Regions from separate parts of the Rattus norvegicus genome. Here region 2 is linked to region 1. The links are chromatin contacts, called in public Hi-C maps. All regions are on one chromosome and are shown on one strand. The core of a region is the stretch at or near the end of the contact, and the rest is flanking DNA. Distances in the headings are between cores, read along the strand shown.

Region 1 (5,500 bases), core at 935-3,434:
CACTCTTATCCGGGCTGGCTAGACCTCCTGGACTGAAGCAATCCTCCTGCCTCAGCCTCCAGAATTACAAATAGACAAAGGAATGTGAGCAACCATTTCTGGGAGTCAAATCGCAGGCCCCTGCAAGAACAACCAGCGGTCTTAACCACTGAGCCACCCCTCCAGGCCTCTGTCTTTATTGTTTTTGAGATTAGGGTTTTTTATTGACCTAGAAATCAAGGAGTAGGCTGAGCTGCCTGGCCAGTGAACCCTAAGTTTTTCTGCCTATATCTGTCCCCCCAACATCCCATGACACCTCAGTTGTTTTTTCCACATTGGTTTTAGGGATCTAACTCGGGTCCTCACACTGGCAAAGCAGGTAGGTCCTCCAGGTCCAGGTGAGTCACCCTCAGCCTAGCGCCTGGAAGTGAGTATTCTCCCAGCAGACTTCAGATGCAGATGTAGAACTGTCAGCTCCTCCTGCACCATGCCTGCCTGGATGCTGCCATGCTCCCACCTTAGGACTGAACCTCTGAACCTGTAAGCCAGCCCCAGTTAATGTTGTTCTTTATAAGACTTGGTTTGGTCATGGTGTCTGCTCACAGCAGTAAAACCCTAACTAAGATATTGCCCAAACGGGAAATGGTTACAAAAATTCAAACATGACTTCCTTTCAAATTGTTGTGAGATGGCTCTGTGATTAAAGGCACTCGCTGCCAAACCTAACCGCCTGAGTTCAACCCCTGGGACCAACATGGTGGAGGGAAAACAAGCTCCCACAAGTTGTCCTCCGAAGTGCACATATGCTCCCCCCCCTTTTAAAAAAAATTGATGTAATTCACATACCATAAGATTCTTACTTGGAAACTTACAATTCAGTGGTTTGGGGTCTAGTCAGTTTTACCACCACCATCAGTACCTAGGGGATATCCTTGGACCACCCCCCAAGACAAAGCCCCTTTGTTCCATCCGCTGTCAGGCCACACTCCACACCCCCAAGCAGCCAAGATCTACTACTCCCTCTAAGCAGTGTTCCCTACCCACCGCTAGAACACATGGAATGGCACCTGGTGAACTTGAACCTTGACCTCTTTCACATAATAGTTTTCCTGGGTCCTTCCATCTCTGTTGCAGGGTGTATCAGCATTCACTCCTTTTCCTGGTTTGGCCATAGTCCTCGGTAGGTGTGCACCACATTAAAACAAAGTGCAAAACTCTAACTAGCCAAGATTTTTTTTTTTTATTTTATTTTACTATAGATTCACGTGAAGGGGGACGACCGAATCTCAAGATATTCTGTGCTCTGGAACTTTTCTTACTGAACTTTTCTTCCTCAGACACTGGGAGCGCAGCCCCGTGGTGGCCCTGCGAGTTTGCTTCCCTTCACTAGGAGTCAGACTCCCTCATCGTGTTTAGGAATCTGTGTTCCCCTCCCTCCTAGGCTACCTGGTTTCCTGAAACCGGACACCGCAGAGGACCAAGCTCTCTCTCTCTCTCTCTCTCTCTCTCTCTCTCTCTCTCTCTCTCCCTCCCTCCCTCCCTCCCTCCCCCCTCCCTCTCAATCTCCTCCGTTCCCAAGGAAATGAATTCAGGTATAAAGGACCGGTGGAGGAAATGTTTTCGACTTTCTTCACAATCCAGAGAGAGAGAGAGAGAGAGAGAGAGAGAGAGAGAGAGAGAGAGAAAGAAAGAAAGAAGGAAAGAAAGAAAGGAAGGAAGGAAGGAAGGAAGGAAGGATTTCCTTTGGGCTGCGACTTTGTGATCTTTTATAAATACTTTTTGAAATACTTATTTTAAAAAAGAAGAATCTAGGAAAATCATGCGACTTGTGCGTAGGAGCTAAATCGATGCTAAGTTTCTCCTTAATGAGAAGAGACACGAGAGCGGTTTCCCACTCACCCCAAGTGTTTTCATCCTTTCGGTTTGGGGGTGGCTCCTTGGGGACCGATGGGACAGCAGCGTGCTCTGCAGGGTAGCGAGGCCGCAGGACTACAAGATCCAGAGGCCTTTGGAAACTCTTGTAGTTTCACGCTTGTTGGCTACCTCGGCTTCTCTGAGGAGTGACGCTGCGAAAACAAACTCTGATTGGTCAGGCCTGTGCTGAATTCTCCATTTATGGACAGATTGCCCGGCCCGAGCCCAGCCTGAGCCAGAGAAGAGTTTGGATTAAGTGTTAAGGGAAAGGAGGTCCAGGCAAGGCAGCTGGACAGGCAGTCCTGCAGAGCGCATCAGGGTGCATCTCTAGACAGTTGGGGATCGCCAGGTCGGAGTGTGCACCGGGTCTGCTAAGTTTTGCCTTCACCCAGAGTCTTGGATCCCGCCTGGATGGAGTCCCTTCTGGGTTTCCATTGGCTCCTGTGAGTGCTTGGGTGTCTGGAGATTGTTTTTTGGCGAAGGGGAACAACTTTTGAAGTTCGCCCAGGAGACCGCGTTCCAACCCTAGTGCCTAGGCAGCCGGACCCGGCGGGGGCGCGACCGCGGCGGGAGTCACCATGGTGAGTTGGCTGCGCCGCGTCCCAGGACGCCTGACCCTGGGAGAGGGCAGGAAGCTCCAGAGCGGGCACCTACCTTGGGCAAGCTGCCCAGGCCAGGGGGTGGAGAAGGTGGACGCGGGAGTATGCACTTCTGGAGCTCTGATTTCCTGCCGTTTGCAGTTAAACCGGTCTTAGCCGGGAAGAGGGACCAAGGGTGGCAAGGAAAACTCTCTGAAGTGACTTTCTGCGCCGGCAAAGTTTTGGTGGCAGTGTTGTTGTGGCTGCCAGCTGTCTGAAGCCAGAGAGTGTGTATGTCCGTTTTCACCCGCATAGTCGTGGGACTGGAGACTCTGTTCTCCTCCAGCGAAGGTGAGGGGCACGCCTGTGTCCCTCGGGTCCTCTCCCCTGGGCAGGCACCGGCGTGAGCTCCCTGGCAGGCTGATCCCGCAGCTGCCCTCCTGGCATCGGGGAGGACCCGGGCAGCCCCGCCTGCGCTGGTGATGGGCCGAGCGCTGCACAAAGGCAGGCAGGGGCTCCAGGTACCGCGGAGCACCTGGCGGTGGCCCGGGCTGCGGGGACCCTGTGACGACAGCGCGCAGGGGCAGTCACGCTGGCGGGGAGCCCAGGCCCGTAGGGTCCCTGTGTGGGGTAAACACCTCCTGCGGAGGGCTCCACCCGGTCCCCAGCTCGAGAGGACCGCCACCCTGGTCTACATGCCACAACTCTCCGAGAACGTTCCCGGTTTTGTTCCTTTCCGCTTGGCACTTGGGGGAGTGTATGGCATGGACTGCCTCTCTCTAACTCATTTGAGACTTTTGCCACTACCCAGAGGAGTCCCCAGCCTAACTACCCTCCTCTCACAGTTCCAATAACCTTAGCCACATCCCCTGGACTTTGCCGTGGTGTGGCTTTCCTACCAAAGGACGAAAACAAAGATTGAATTTTGAAGAGATAGCCAGTCCACCCGGACCAAAAGAAAAGAAAAACTTTTTAAAAACTTAAAAAAAAAAGTTTTAAAAATTCTAGAAGGCTTCAAAGTTTCCACACTTGCTTCTTGGTGGAGGAACTTGTCCTCTTGACTTTCTCGTTGTTTACTGGCGGTGAGGGGGAAGCTTACTAAAAAAGATGCCTAGCATAGCGCTGGCTTGAGAAATCCCCAGATCCCCAGCGCCAAGCATCCACCCCGCAGGCCGGGTTGAACCCACATTGAGCTTACAAACAGTCCTTACCCTCGCGCTGTTTATTCAAAAGAATGATTTTAAAACAAACGAAACCTTTAAAAGGCATCCTGGCCCCAAGCTTTTACTTTCCTCATAGTTCAAAATTATCTCACCTTTGCCCCCGAGAGCAAATACTTCATTTATAAATAAGCTTCCTCCGCCAGTTTCGAGGTTTCAGAAGTCAGTCCACTCTCAGAGCATGCCCTGAGCTGCATTGGGTGGAGTTTCTCCGGTCTCTGACCGCTTGAATCTGAACCGTGTGAGTCCTGGTGCCTAAGAATTGCTTTCCATGGTTCAATATTTCCTTAAAAAAAAAAATCAATGTGTTTATGGTCAAGGACTTAAAGAATTTTACTATCTTTAACTGCTTAAGTGATACCTTGAGAAAAATCCTTTGTAAACTCACTTTTTTGGCTGTGTAGATCCAAAATTGGCCTGTGGTGTTTTTTCCAGAGACGTGGGAAAACACGCTCAATTTAGCTCCTTGCTTTTGGGGTAGCTGAGTTGGTCCATCAGAGGTGGAGGAGGTGTGTCTTATGAGTCCCTTTCTCAGTTGATTTATCAGGGTAGACAGGGTGTAGTCACCTCCTCCTGGGTTCCCTGCCAACAGCACAGATGGGCATGTTGTGGGCCACTAGGAGGCTATCTGGGAATCAGATATGGTTGCCTGGGCCACAATTTACTGCCCAGAAAAGTTGAAACAGCTGGCCATCCTGAAATAGATGCACAGTGGACAGAAAGAACTCTGGTATCTAGAGTCATTTGGACAAAATTAAAGGAAAATTGTTTCTGCCATGACTTGTAAGTTTGAGTGTGCTTATCAGCTGTGTGAAGTCGCCTTTGAACAGGTACCCACATCTCAGGTAGTCCCGTGAGAATGCTCAGTGTTTCTGTAAGAAGTCTCTTGAGCTGAATGGAACTTCTGTGTTATGCATCTGTCTGGGCCTGCCCAGTTGAATCCCTCAGCTGTTTAAGGACAGGAAGGGATGGGCCACTACCCTCGGTAGGTGTGGCCAAGAATTAGCACAGAGCACTGGCCCTTGGCCAGGCCTGAGGAAGAACCCTGCACTGTGAACTCCCTGCGTGCTTGCGTGATAGGTGCTCTTGATTGGCAAGCTGATGGGATTTAGAATCATCACAGACCCAAACCTTTGGGCGAGAGTTTCTAGCTAAGGTTAGTAGAGGCTACAAGACCCGCTCTTTACATGGTGGTGCTGTTCCACCGGCTAGGAGTTGAATAAAAAGGAAAATGGGAGCTGGGCTCCAGCAGTTGTCCTTCTCGACTTCCGGGTTACTTACAACAGGACAGTGACAGCCGCCTCTGGCGTTGGCCGCCTCTGGCATGGCCGCCTCTGGCATGGCTGCCTCTGGCATTGGCTGCCATCTTTGCCTTTTCTACCTTGACCGAACTGTAATTCCCTCCATCCTTCTGCTCAGACGAGCCCTCCCACGAGTTCCTTTTGTCAGGAATGTTTGTCACAATAGGAAAAATAATTAATTATGTGTGTGACGAGAGAGAGAGAGAGAGAGAGAGAGAGAGAGAGAGAGAGAGAGAGAGAGAGTCTGGGAGCATATTGTTATCTCCATCTATCCCAAAGACTTACTCAGTTGTGACTCATGATGAAAACTGACTTCACATTCATGAACACAATGTCTAATTCACTTCTCCCTCATACTCATTAACTATGGATACTAGCTCACCTTGGAAAACCCAGAATATATTATATTACCAGGCCATAGTTACTACCTTTTATTATTAGGAGGCTTGAAGAGGTGGGGAAAAAAAATCTCTGTACATTGTTACAAATGAAGAAATGTTGTTTAGAA
Region 2 (5,500 bases), core at 1,727-4,226, 57 kb after region 1:
AAGATCAGTGAAGTGTGTGTGTGTGTGTGTGTGTGTGTGTGTGTGTGTGTGTGTGTGTGTGTGTGTGTGTTGACTAGCAGCTCCTCAGCTTACCTGGCAACCCCGGGTAATATTTCACAGCTTGGTGTGAATTACGTCTGTATTCTCTTTCCTGATTAAGTCACCAGCTCCTTCTGGTGTTTTTATATTGTGAAAGAATTGAATCTCGTGTTAACAAACCACAATGGGACTGTAAATGCGGATTTAAGTAATTAATTTGTGCACCTCTGTGTCTTTTTTTAAAAAAAAAAAACAAACCTTATATCCCCAGGGCCTATTACAGTATCCAGAACAAGTTGATGCCTGGATTAAAGGACTGGGTTAGTGAATGGGTAAGAAAACCAGGCTGTGGTTAATGGGGAAAATTGAAAGAGTCATTAAAGAATGCTGTCATTAAAGAATGTTGCCTTGCCATTGCTGTTTGTGTTCATGAGTCCTGAGGAATTTGGGGGTAGCATTTCCCTGTGGGAACATGAATGGCTGGAGTACACACCTGGAGGGACAACTCCGTAGTCTGGCTTAGGGACAGGTGTTGGCCCCCTATTGCCTATTCTTCCACTTCTCCACTCTTGCCTTATTCACATCCCCTGATCCCTGCGTGACTTTAGACAATCCAATCCCAAAAGACTTCTTCCACGTCCACACTTTAAATAGGTACTTGTTGAAAGGCTTGGTAGCTGAGGCAGAGAGGAACAGGGTGGAGGAAGGGTGGACGATGTTGAATGACTAGCTGTCTACTCTCATGCATGGAATAGCTTTGCATATCGTCTGAGCCGATTTCCTCTGTCTTTGGACAGAGCTGTCTGGCATTAAGACATAGCCTGACTCATAGCTCTGGTTTTCAGCTTCTAAAGCGTCTTGTTCCTGCCCTGTGGAGGTGGAAGGCAGCCTTGATGATGAACAGCATCTCTGTCCAGCATCCTTCCCCTCCCTGGGATCCAGCAGTCTCTGAGGAAGTCAGCAGCCATGACTCTGGGAAGCCCAGTTAGATGTTACTTAGTCCTCCTTGTCTGCAAAATTCTGGGGCCAGGAAGAAAGCATCCCTCCAAAATGGGGACCAACTGGTTTTAAGTTTTAATCTTATCAAGAGCCAGTAGATGTTTAAAGTAGAGGAAATTTATGTAGTCTCTAAGTATCTCCCCACACATCACTTGTCAATGACAACAGAAAAAGTTCTAAATGAATCCTCAGGCAAACAGGCTTGGATATAAACAGGTCCAAAGAATGAGCACCATTAATACCCACTAATGTTACATGACACCCCGAGAAGGACACTCACTTGCTTGTCTAGAATTCTAGCCCAAATCACAAGAACCGAATCTAATTATGAACAAACATCAGACAAACCGAACAGGGAGGGAGGGAAACTCTCTAAAATAATTGGCCTGAATTCTTTAAAAAAATGTCAACAATCATAAAAGACAAAGGAAAGCTGTAACAAAGGAAAGGAGATGAAAGAGGTCTGACAACCAAATGTAACCCATTAATAATCCAGAGCTAGGGGCAGACACCATTCCAGTCCCTGGAGAGGCACAAAAGAAAGTGCATCCAAGTTTCTTCCTGACCTGCAGTTATGGGAAAACACCCTCTTTAGTAGATACACATTGTAGGTAATGAACAAGAGTCATTATGTGCCTATCTTATATTTTGGGGCTGGGAGCTTAGCCTTTAACAGCTAAGCCATCTCTCTGGCCCCTGTCTTTTTTTTTTTTTTTTTTTCTTTTTTTTTGGAGCTGGGGACCGAACCCAGGGCCTTGCAGTTGCTAGGCAAGCGCTCTACCTCTGAGCCAAATCCCCAACCCTCCTGTCTTCTTCTTAAATGCTCCCGGAGGAACCCTGGTGGAGGGTGGACAACCACAGTGGGAAGGAGAAAGCAAGTGTTGCAAATGGATGGAGGGTAAGGAGTCTTTATATATTTTTGTAGCTTTTTATAGCTAGAAATTGTATCGAAATAAAAGGTTACAAAACCCCGATTACCTTCCTTATCCTGCCTATAAAAACCAACAAGGGAGAAAAAGGAGGGAAGGAGGGAGGACTGGCTAGTTACTTCACCAGCAACCGGAGAGAGCAACCATTCCCTTTTTGTCCTACACCCCTTCTCCCAAGTCCAGGCAACCCGGCTGGTGGTTGCTGACCCATTTGGAGGGCAGTTGGGTCCAGGGAAAGAAGTTCATGGTGCCAGAGACTGGCTCAACTCTGTCCCACAGAGCCAAGAATTCTCTCCGTGGCAGTTATGGTGGCCACACATTGAGGCCAGTAGGAAAACAGTCCATTTGCCATGTTGAACACTGTGATGAGTGAACGGTGAAGAATGTCCCCCAGTGAAGGGAACGGCCTGGGAACCCTGCATTCGGTTCTAAATATCCTTGTGAGGCCCGGTGTGGAAAACAGGAAACAGCAGTTAAAACGGGAAATCGCTTTGGGCTGAATTACTGTAATCCCTCATTTTACTTAGAAGCTGGCATGGACCCTTCATCCACAGCGGGATGCCTCTGGCCTCTCTGTGCCTTGATAATTTTGCCCTTTCACTAGGGTGGAGCATTACCAAGCCCAGAGGCATTTAGGCTGGAATTGCTACCTTTAAGTGTGCTTAGAAATTGGGATCTTACAGGGCTGTTTGTTTTCTCCCAGGCTCTGGGATGAAAAACAGCCTTAGCAGCTCTGCTAGCTTGGGTCCCCTCCTCCTGCCCTCTCTTGTTTTCTGGTAGCAAGGTTGAGCACACACAGAGACTTACAGCCCAGCCTAATAATAACCCCACAGTCAGCAACATGGTTATTATCAGGCTAGGCAGCTAAACAGAGGTACACCCCCCAAACCAGTGATAACACCATGCGGGGTGGCTTGGTGGGCTGCTTGCTGAGTGAGACTCTGAGTGAGAAAGCTTGAGCCGTTCTTGCCTTTGGAAGGAGGGTGGCTTTTCTGTGTGACCTGGACTGCACCCTCTGATGGAGATTCCATCTCGGCCGCCTGCTTCCTGTCTCCTGTGCCAAGCACTCAGCCATGCCTTCCTGGCCCTCCTTGACGGCTTCTATTATTCCTATTTAACCCCGGCTCTGATCTCTTTTGCACAAATCCCATCTTCTAGCCTAGCTGTTCTGTTTAGGGGGTTCTCAGAAGTCCAAGCAAATGCAAGTGAAACAATTATTCGTTTCTTTTCTGAGCCTCCCTCTCTTTCTTCCTTTCTCAGCAGTATCTGTTTCTGCCTTTCTCCCTCTTCGGTGATTAGACTTATTTGGGATCTTAAACTCAGATCTGATCACCCAGCAACCCACTGGGATGATTCAACCTTAGTGATTCTTTTCTCAATCATGAATTCATTGGACACACATTTACAAAGCTGTTTATGTGCTTGGGTCTTTGTTAGACTAAGGCAGGCACAGGGTTGAGGCAAAATAAGCCTGGAATGGCTTCCGATGGTAGAGAGAAGAAGTAGAAATAAACTGACTATGATGTGGGAATAGAAAGGAGATTCCTTGGAATCTGTGGCTGGTGAAGAGGCAGTGTGTGCCTTAGGTCCTCACAGACTAGATTGACACAGAACATTCACTCTGGGTAGCAGCATTAGGACCAGAGGCAGACTTTCCTGAGACTATCAACTATGCTAGTGGCAAGAAACCAGGGCGAGAGAGCTGGGCTTTGCATGTGAATTTCACTGCCTAATCATGAAGAGCATCTTTCCCCAGAGGCAGGAGAAACCCAGTGTGTGTGAAAGGGCCCAAACACCACTGTATTGGGGTAGGCAAGACAGGACAAAGGGACCTGAGAAAGTCCACCTGCCTCCCTGAATTTGGAAAGTGGAGTGGAGCGGCAAACCAGACTAGCATCCCCTGGATAGGTGTGCTTTTTTAGTCAAAGGAATTAATTTCCAAGTTCAGCTAGCAAGTGTCTCAGTAGGATAGTTAGGCAGTAAGCAGTGCCACTCTGTCCTTGTGCTTCCCATATTTGGAACAAGAGGCAGGGAGATTCCAGGGAGGGGACAGTTTAATGGGCACTTGGGTGCAGATTCATTCCATTCAGATAGGGAGAAGCACCTGCATTTGGTGCTGCAGATCCAAACATCTAAGTGACTCCCAAGAGGCGTGGTCATTCTACAGAATCCATACCACCTCAAATACCATTGTAGCCGTCAGTTTGACATAATCGGGGGTAATTGATAAAAAACGAGTACGTAATTAGCAGATGCATGATTGGCTCTGTAGACAGGTCTTCTGCTAAATCAGATGCAAATGTGGCTCCTCCTGCTTTCGACCCCCCCCCACTTTCTCCTCTTCCTCTTCCTTCAGCCACTCCTGCTCCTGCCCCTCCCCCTCCCCCTCCTCCTTCTGCTCCTTTTTCTATCTATTTACTATTTATCTATTTGTTTATCTCAAGACACGGTTTCTCTGTGTAGCCCTGGCTGTTCTGGAACTCACTCTATAGACCATGCTGGCCTTGAACTCAGAGATCTGCCTGCCTCTGCCTCCCAAATGCTAGGATTCTTCTTTTTAAAAATTACATTTATTTTATTCCTTTTAAGAAGGGAGGGACAGGGGGTTCATGTGCTACAGCACAAGTGTAGAGGTCAAAGGACAACCTGTATGGTTGGTTCTCCTGCTCCATAAATGTGGCTCCAGGAATGGAACTCAGGCTAGACAGCAAGTGCCTTTGCCCACTGAGCCATCATGCTGACCCAGACACTGTAACTGTTGAGGTCTTTTTTATGCTTGCTTGGAATTCTATGTGATGTGACGTCAGAGGCTTAATAGTTTATATCTTTTGTGTGTTATACAGACTTTCAGTTTCAGCAATGAGCAGCTGTAGTCTGCTCCGTGTAGGAAGGAGGTATTTCTACTGGGAATCCAGTATCTGCTTTTGAACTCACTTCAGTTTCTCATCTCCTTTACCACCTGCTGACTTTCAGGCTTATTTCATATTTTTCCCCATTCAACATAATTTTTCTTTTCTTTTTGTGGTTTTCTTGAGGCAAAGTTTCTCTGTGTAGCCCTGGCTGTCTTGGAACTTGCCCTATAGACCAGGCCTTAAACACAGAGATCTACCTGCCTGGGCCTCCTGAGTGCTGGGATTGAAGATGGGAGCCCCCACTACCTGGCTACTTTGTGTCTCTCTCACTGCCTGGCTACTTTGTGTCTGGGTGAATGCACCTGGCTTATAAACCTCCTCGTGTTTATAAGCCAAGCACTTTACTTAGCAGGTCTAGAAGAGAGAGAGAGAGAGAGAGAGAGAGAGAGAGAGAGAGAGAGAGAGAGAGAGAGAGAGAGAGAGAGCGCTAGCTCACTGACCAGATCTCAGACATTTGGCATTCTGAAGGTCTGGACTAGTATTCTGGGGTTGGAGTGGGTTGGCCCATTTTGGTCATGATTGTGTTGACTTTGCCCTGCTTGGGATCTGATAAGCATTTGACACTAAGTCTCTGACCTGGGCATTTAGAAAGCTGCAGGATAGGTGTGCCAAGAGACTGAC

Evidence for each region. Hi-C and Micro-C count contacts between places; a contact is called where the count stands out from the background.
Region 2: a contact with region 1 is called in a Hi-C map of psoas muscle, with 2.0 times the contacts expected there. The contact joins the enhancer-like site here to the promoter of Myo1e in region 1. A contact is called at or near these places in 6 of 12 Hi-C or Micro-C datasets (the A7r5 cell line, Schwann cells, kidney and 3 more).

The regions. Positions count from the first base shown.
Region 1 is chr8:79,766,644-79,772,143 of GRCr8, forward strand. It overlaps Myo1e (myosin IE), which reads left to right and starts at 2,185. Exons shown (of 28, transcript NM_173101.2): 1 at 2,185-2,474. The coding sequence starts at 2,472. It also overlaps the pseudogene Rpl37a-ps11.
Region 2 is chr8:79,822,400-79,827,899 of GRCr8, forward strand. The region is part of intron 1 of Myo1e (myosin IE); the gene reads left to right. It also overlaps the pseudogene Rpl37a-ps11. Among named protein-coding and RNA genes, the nearest start is that of Myo1e, 56 kb to the left of the region's middle. Within about 2 kb of position 2,977, at least 31 of the 93 cell types and tissues checked have an H3K27ac peak or open chromatin away from gene starts, as enhancers often do.